Regions from separate parts of the Mus musculus genome. Here region 1 is linked to region 2. The links are chromatin contacts, called in public Hi-C maps. All regions are on one chromosome and are shown on one strand. Each heading gives the region's core, a stretch centred on a gene start, on an enhancer-like site or on the middle of the called end of the contact. The rest is flanking DNA. Distances are from core to core; before and after follow the strand shown.

Evidence for each region. Hi-C and Micro-C count contacts between places; a contact is called where the count stands out from the background.
Region 1: a Hi-C map of uterus shows a contact between it and region 2, with 2.9 times the contacts expected there. The contact joins two enhancer-like sites. A contact is called at or near these places in 10 of 484 Hi-C or Micro-C datasets (cerebellar granule neurons, cerebellum, cortical neurons and 5 more), 2 of 115 datasets of contacts at active chromatin or transcription factors (the SCID.adh cell line and embryonic fibroblasts) and 2 of 9 other capture datasets (adipose tissue and pancreatic islet).

What each region holds. Positions count from the first base shown.
Region 1 is chr10:13,721,789-13,725,527 of GRCm38.p6, reverse strand. All of the region lies in intron 3 of Aig1 (androgen-induced 1), which reads left to right. Among named protein-coding and RNA genes, the nearest start is that of Aig1, 150 kb to the left of the region's middle. Within about 2 kb of position 2,412, at least 1 of the 459 cell types and tissues checked has an H3K27ac peak or open chromatin away from gene starts, as enhancers often do. A contact at or near this core is called in uterus, where this site is marked.
Region 2 is chr10:13,563,308-13,566,781 of GRCm38.p6, reverse strand. It overlaps Adat2 (adenosine deaminase, tRNA-specific 2), which reads right to left. Exons shown (of 6, transcript NM_025748.4): 6 at 3,406-3,474. Among named protein-coding and RNA genes, the nearest start is that of Pex3, 12 kb to the right of the region's middle. Within about 2 kb of position 1,926, at least 26 of the 459 cell types and tissues checked have an H3K27ac peak or open chromatin away from gene starts, as enhancers often do. A contact at or near this core is called in uterus, where this site is marked.

The DNA.
Region 1 (3,739 bases), core at 1,163-3,662, 160 kb before region 2:
AACTAATTTCTTATCAGACACTCCAGAAATAACGCACTCACCTCAGAGATAACAGTGTAAATCCATTTTGGATGGCAGGCAGAGTGTACAACCTAATCACTCCTTAAAAGCCCCAGCTCTTCACATTGTTACAATGGCAAGCATGTTTCTGCATTAGGGCCACCCTCAGCCATAGGAAATTAACACAGGCATTGATCTGTATTTGTTTTATCAAGCAACGGGTGTCATAATGGCGTTTTTATTCATGGACACCATATTTTTGCCATATTCATCCTTCATTACCTTCTCCTGTCTACCCTCTACTAATATTCTCTTCCTTTTTCCTAGTATTAGTGAGAACCAGTCTGAACATAAAATAATGCCACACATAGCCATTCTCTAAATATAGATATAGCCATGTTCCCTTTTGTTCTGTGAAAAAAAAGTGGGGGGGTGTTCTTACTTTCTTATAGGAATGGTAGAATTGGATTTGAGGTCTTACCGCCCATCTGTAAGACAAATTTTGGCACAGATATACTAAATATGATGCTACCCCAACTACTTTACCCAATTTTTACTTATGCTAGCATTGTCCTGTGAGACTATGTTTTCCAAACTGCAAGGTGTGACCTTGGGCCATGTTCTCTGATAAGTGGGATCTTCAGTATTGTCACATAGTGATGATATGGTCACTGCTGTCAGTAACTCACAGTCACTTCATATGATGCAAATGTGCAGGCTGTTCTCAGATGAAATATATAGGCATGGGCTCATGCTGACCAACAATGTATAACTATCCTATGGAGTCTTCAGTATTTGGAGTTAAAAATAATCTAAATATTTCAACAGACAAACTCATTATCAAAGTAGTTAGACTATATAATTCAAGGAATCATTTCTAACTATCCTTAAATTCTTAAAACTAAATAAGACTTCTACCCCCAACAGCACAGTTTCCCATCTCCGGAAGCTCCCGCTTGCTCTTCTGTTTTTATTCAATCCCATGAGTTCTAATAACAGTTCTCCCTGCTGCTCAGGGTAGAAAACTTTCTGTGTTAGGCCTGCAGCAAAAACTCTTTTAAATTTTCATACTCATCAAAGTCACACCCTTTCCAGTTTTGAAGTCTCTTTTTGCCCTGTCACTGATGGGGAGTGCCTTGAGCTCAGTTCCCAATGACCTGCAGCTCTTCAAAGGCTGGTCCCCTTCTGCTCAAGAAGAAAGTGCATCTTGAAACCAAAAGGTTCCTACATCACCTGGGTCTGCTAGCTTAGGATGCAGTAAACAAAAGACGAATAGGGGTTCTTGCTCATTATGGAGAGAGCTGGGGAAAATGGAGAAAACCGAAGCCGTTTCAAGGATGTGACTTATATCAAAGGTCTTTAACATGCCTGGTCCCACTGAAAGTAGCACCTAGAATTGTCTATGCATAAATGGAACTTTTGGAGTAAGTTGGCTTCCCAGGGGGATCATGGGAAATGTAAGACAGCCATTTAAATTGGATCCTTCCTCTGGCATGTGATGAAATCAAACCCTGGGCTTCCTGCTGGTGGGTCTGGGCAGATGTCTCTAAACACAACCTGAGGAGCAAACTCTGGAGTGCTTTTTTTTCCTCCTTCTCCTCCTCCTTTTATTCTCTGTGTTGTTGTTGTTGTTGTTGTTGTTGTTGTTTCTTCCTGTTCTTAAGTGTTGATTCTAGGCTGTCCAATTGATTCTGTTATTTTGTTTTGTTTTTTCAATTTGAGTTGCATGGGTGGATGCATGGATGGATGGATGCATGGATGGATGATGTAGCTATAGTACAGAATGTCTTGGTTTGCCTTCTAGGAAAGCCATTAATAGAGTTGTACTGCACTATCGAAGCACTGGAAAGGAGGCTCTTCCTGTACCATAAGACATGCTATTTCCATCTAATGTATGGATGAAGAAAAGTTGCTGGGAAATGGATGGCATTAAAAGCTAGGGCATTTTAACGAAGAAATTCAATATGAATGCTACTTTAAACATTATTCCCATCTCTTTATCAACCACACCACCCTGAATGCACCCTATCACGTTTGATCTCAGAAGCTAAGCAGGCTCTGGCTTGACTAAAGTTACTTGCACCGCTGTCTTCTGTCTTTTCAAGGCTGCATTTTAGTTGGGTCCGTTTGTATGCTTATCTCTAAAGCCACTGTTTTATTGTACACTGGGACTGCTGACTGACATCTCAAACCCAAACAATGGATCTTTATTTGCCATCAATAAATTCAATCTTGATAGATTTAGCCATTTTTCTTGCACGGTGATTTTTCAATTTCTGCCTGAGTTATTGAGCTCTCAATCCAAACAAAATCTTCTGCAGATGCCAAGCAAATAAAAATGGAACAGTTACAGCTGAACGAGAGGAGGAAGGGGGGTCCTCTAAGATGAACGACCAACATAAAATTCCCCATTTCATCTGCAGTTTGTAGCAGATTCTTGCCCTGTGTGCTTACCATTTTGCATATGCTAAAATATCAGAAGGGAAAAATTATGTTCTCTTAAAAAACAAAGTCTGGAACCTATCTGCTTTGTTTCACCACAAACTCTTATAAAAGTGTCAACAATAGATAGAAACATTGAGATAACTCTTCACTTTCTCTCTTTAGGACAGCTGGGGGTGGGGCTGTAAATCCTAAGATCTTATGATTGGCTTTGATGACACTTTAACCTTTGCTCTTATTTTCACCAAATAAGTATATAAGTAGAGGGCACAAAAACTCACACCTTTAAAATGTACGACTTGCCCATAACTGGCTATTTTTTGAAAGAATTGTGTCAAAGGTCTTTGTTATTTTTTGTTTGGTTTGTTCTCACAACAAGATCCCGTGTAACTCAGGCTGACCCCAAATTCGAAAGTAGCCAAGGAAGACCTCGAATTCCTGATCCTGCCGTGTCTGCAGTTCTGGGGTGATAGGAAGGCACCACCAGGCATGCTTTCTGCAGAAGTCGACATTCTTGAACTCTCATACTTCAGGATAGGGTGTTTTTCAAAGGCTTTTTGTTTGATTATTTTAAAAGATGTATTCATATTTTTTTATGATTGCCTACGTGCATGTGTGTGTGTGCCACATGTGTATCTGATGTTTTCACAGATGGCAGAGATATTCAGAGCCCCTGGAACTGGAGTTCAGGATGGTTGTGAGCTACCATGTGGGTGCTGGGAACCAAGCCTAGGTCCTCTGCAAAAGCAGCCAGTGCTCTTAACCACCGAGCCTCTCATCCAGCCCTATACCTACTTTTGAACTTCCCCTTTTGTATGAAGTCTGCATTACTGTTTTGTTTCTCGAAAGATTTCTGGCTCCGAAGGCCCGGCAAGGAAACAAAGGTGCCGGGCTTCAATTATCTGCTCTTATTCCTGAAGACCTTGTAAACTGAGTTTTTAATATGCTGCTGTAACTTAAAACACACGGACCTTTGTATCTGGAGTCATTGTTAAGGTTCTGGGTACAATAGTGTCATGAGGACACGGAACTATTTCATTCCTCTTTAGATACACACACACACACACACACACACACACACACACACACACACACACACACGTGCTTTTAAGCCCTGTCAACTGGAATAAACCTTGATAACCCCTCTGTGTGTTCTCATTCTCACCTGCACCTAGGAGTGTCTACAGATGGAGATGATTTTTAAAGTGTGCGCTTTAATGAGCAACTGAGGTCCTAAATATTCATCACTTCATACGTAAATATTCATCACTGCAACATTAAGTGCTGTGTGGTGGTT
Region 2 (3,474 bases), core at 677-3,176:
CAGTGGTGATAGGGGCAAGACAGGTATGAAAAACTGTCCGTGGAGGGGGGTGTGGCTGGGTGGGAGAGCTCTCAAGAAAGGTGGCCGAAACGGTCTAGGTCGGAGCATAGCCCTAGGGTGGAGCTAGCTTCACAGGAGGGAATTCTCCCCAGGGTTATCTGAGCCAACTGGCTGAACGGGAACACCAATGCGCCTTGCCTTTAAAGCAAATCAATAGTTACAGAGTGGGAGTGTCGATGCGGAGAGGCAGCACTCTATGCATAAATACCGAAGTGCTTCCGGGTAAAGGACCCGGAGAACGTATGGCGTAACTTTAAAACAAAAAAACTGAAGAAAGGGCTATGATGTAGCTCAATTGCCTGGTGCTTGCCTAGCATTTTATGAAGCCTGGAGACTGATTCCCCAGCATCGACAAACCCAGCAAAAGTAGCAATCACCTATAATGCCTGCACACTAGACAGGCAGGAGGGTCAGAAATTGAAGGCCACTCTCAGCTGTATAGTAAGTCTGAAGCCAGCCTGGGCTACAAATAGGGAAGGAGGGTCCTTAGAAAAACAAGCCATCTTGCCTACATCTGGGTCGCTGGCTGTTTTCTTCATATTTCAAGTGTACAAGTCGGGAAGTGCAAAGATATCTTGACATGACTTTTCATCGCTGATTGGACCCAGTAATCTGGGATACTCCAGCAGCTTAGATGTGACAGTTTCTCCCCAATTTCTCTTTAGCAGGGCACATGGCTCTACAGGCTGTCTATGTTCTATGCCTTCCTAACTATCTCATGCACGAAGTACGATTCTTTTTTGGTCCCTTCAAGCAAGCTTTTGAGGTGGGCCTCCGTGTTCGACACTACAGCAGAGCCTACTGGAAGACACTGAACACACACAGTTTTGCTATGTACATATCTATAGCTCCTCACCGACATGTGGACGTGGCTTTTGAATTCTGCACATTTGGTGTCTATGACATCCATTGTGATCTTGAGGTGGCAGCACTAATCCCTAACTACAGCAATCGACCCACAGCGATTTTTCCACAGGAAACTATGCCTGTGTGCAAAAGCTCTTTTGTCAGTGACTGGAAAGAGAATTTTAAAGGTGGTAAATGGAAAGGAAACCATTCAGCCCTGCTTAGGAACTAGGAAATGCTACTTAGCCATCTGTTAAAACCAGAAAGGGAAAACACGTACACTGCCTTATTTTCTGGTTACCTCTCTGCTTCCTGAGCAGTTCTTGTCTCTCGGATGAAATAACGGCCACATGTTTCTGGCTCTATGCTTTTACCTTTATTATTATTATTATTATTATTATTATTATTATTATTATTATTATTATTATTTTCTCCCTAAATTCAAGCTAAATTTACTCTTAAAGGTTTATCATGAGCCAGAATAATCTGATGGTACTCTACAAAGATAAGATCTCAGGTTGTTTCGAGCACAAATAATTCCCCCCAAATGATATGAAGTCAGTACATATAATGATGTCTGCCTGCAGGAGAGCACGGGAGCCAGGAATGAATTATGACCAACTGCAGAAAGGAACACACTAGTCAAGGCACTAAAACTTAATGAGAAGAGAGTCTTTAAAGTAGCTAAAACCGAAGAGAAGGTGCACAGACCATTATTGTAAATTTAAAATCCTGCGTACTCTTCGCTCATAAAACTTCTGAAATGCTGTTAAAAACACACGCGCGCACAAAACCACGCAATTATAAATCCTCTGAAGCATGTAACTGTGATTAGCTGCTCCCCCGGGCAATTTAAAAATACTACCGCCACAATCACATTCCAGCCTGTAATGTAATTCAAAACAAACAAGTCGGAGACAGCGCTCAAATGGCAGAGTCAACAAACACAGCCGCTTTGCATCAAGGACTTGAACGCGCTGAAGAAACTGAGGCTGCGCTGGCACTGGCCTTGTGGTGGAACAGCGAGGCCCCCTTCTGGGCAGAGAGGCACACTGCGCCCAGGACGGCGCGGAAAAGCCGCACCTTGCTCCAGTGACCCTTATCAGAGATTTTGTTGAGAGGTCAAATTTTTAGATACTCAATTTAAGCTTCATCATCCGCATTTGAAAAGAGTAATAGCTTTGTTATTTCGGATTCAATGGATCATTTTATGCAATCTTGTAACCATCATTCCTGCATTCTTATTCCGACCAGCAACTGGTTCTAACTGGGGCGTTGGCAGGGGAGGGGGTGAGGGGGAGGGCTGGTGGTCCCTACATAGCCCAGGCCTTGAGTTCATGATTCGTTTGCCTCGACTTCCCCAGTAGTGGGGCTGCAGTGTGCACCATTATGTCCAGCAGTAAGTGTCATCCTCCAGCAAATTATATAACGGACTATTTTCATTTCTCGCTCTGAAGAATATAAGGTCTTTGTTCTGAGAGTAAGGGAAGAAATGGACGTTAAAGGAGTAGTTGCTCCATGGTAAGGAACTACTCCACTTTCAATTTTCTCCTTGAGAACTTTTATGTGTGTGTGTGTCTGTAGTAGAATTGTGTGCACATGTAAGTGTTGGTACCCACAGAAACCAGAAGAGGGTACTGGTTCCCCTGGAACTGGAATTAGAGATTGTAAATTGCCCAGAGGTGATACTGGCAACCAAACTTGTATCCTCTGGAAAAGCAGTATTTATTTTTAACTCCTGAGCCATCTGTCCAGCACTCACTATTTAAAGTCTATTCCTCTTGAAAGAGGGCAATGAATAAAACTTTATTGTAGCAATATGCTATGATATTTCTAAAAACGACTCAAACACTTGCTTTATAAGCATCTGTTTTATCTAGATACTCTTTAAAATTGTTCTAGGGCTGGGGAGCTATCTCAGTCAGTCAAGTGCAGGAGGACCTGAGTTCAAGCTCCAAAATTCACATTTCAAAGAGAAGAGGGAGGGAGGGAGGGAGGGAGGGAGGGAGGGAGGGAGCATGGTGGTGCATGCCTGTAATTCCTGTACTAGAGGCCACAGGTGGAGCCCGGGCATTCCTGGACAGCCTACCTAGCTGAATGGTAAATTTCAAGAAATCTTCTCTTTCAAAAAAAAAAAGGCAGGAAGGAAGGAGTGGTGGCCCTGCATCTAAGGAACAGCACCTGAGAGTCGCCTCTGCCTCACACCCACATGAACCCTGGACATGCCTGGTCATTCATATACAAAGTCAATACAAGTCAGGACAAGCCCGAGGAGGTGCCTGTGCTGTGGAGTCCGGTGCAGGACCTGGTCTGAATGCACTCAGTAAAATGTCAAAGCTTTCTCTCTTTCTTCTACTTCCTGTTTTGATCTTGATCAATCTTCCAGAGATTTGTCCCTTTTTGTTTGGCATGTGTAGGTGTGTCACGGTGTCACGTGTGATGTGCCTGCATCTGGGTTGACGTATGAACACGTGACGCCTAAGGATGACACCAGGTTCCTCCTAGATCTCTCTTCACATGAATTATCGAGGCAATATCTCTCATTTGACCCCAGAGCTTGCTTTGGGA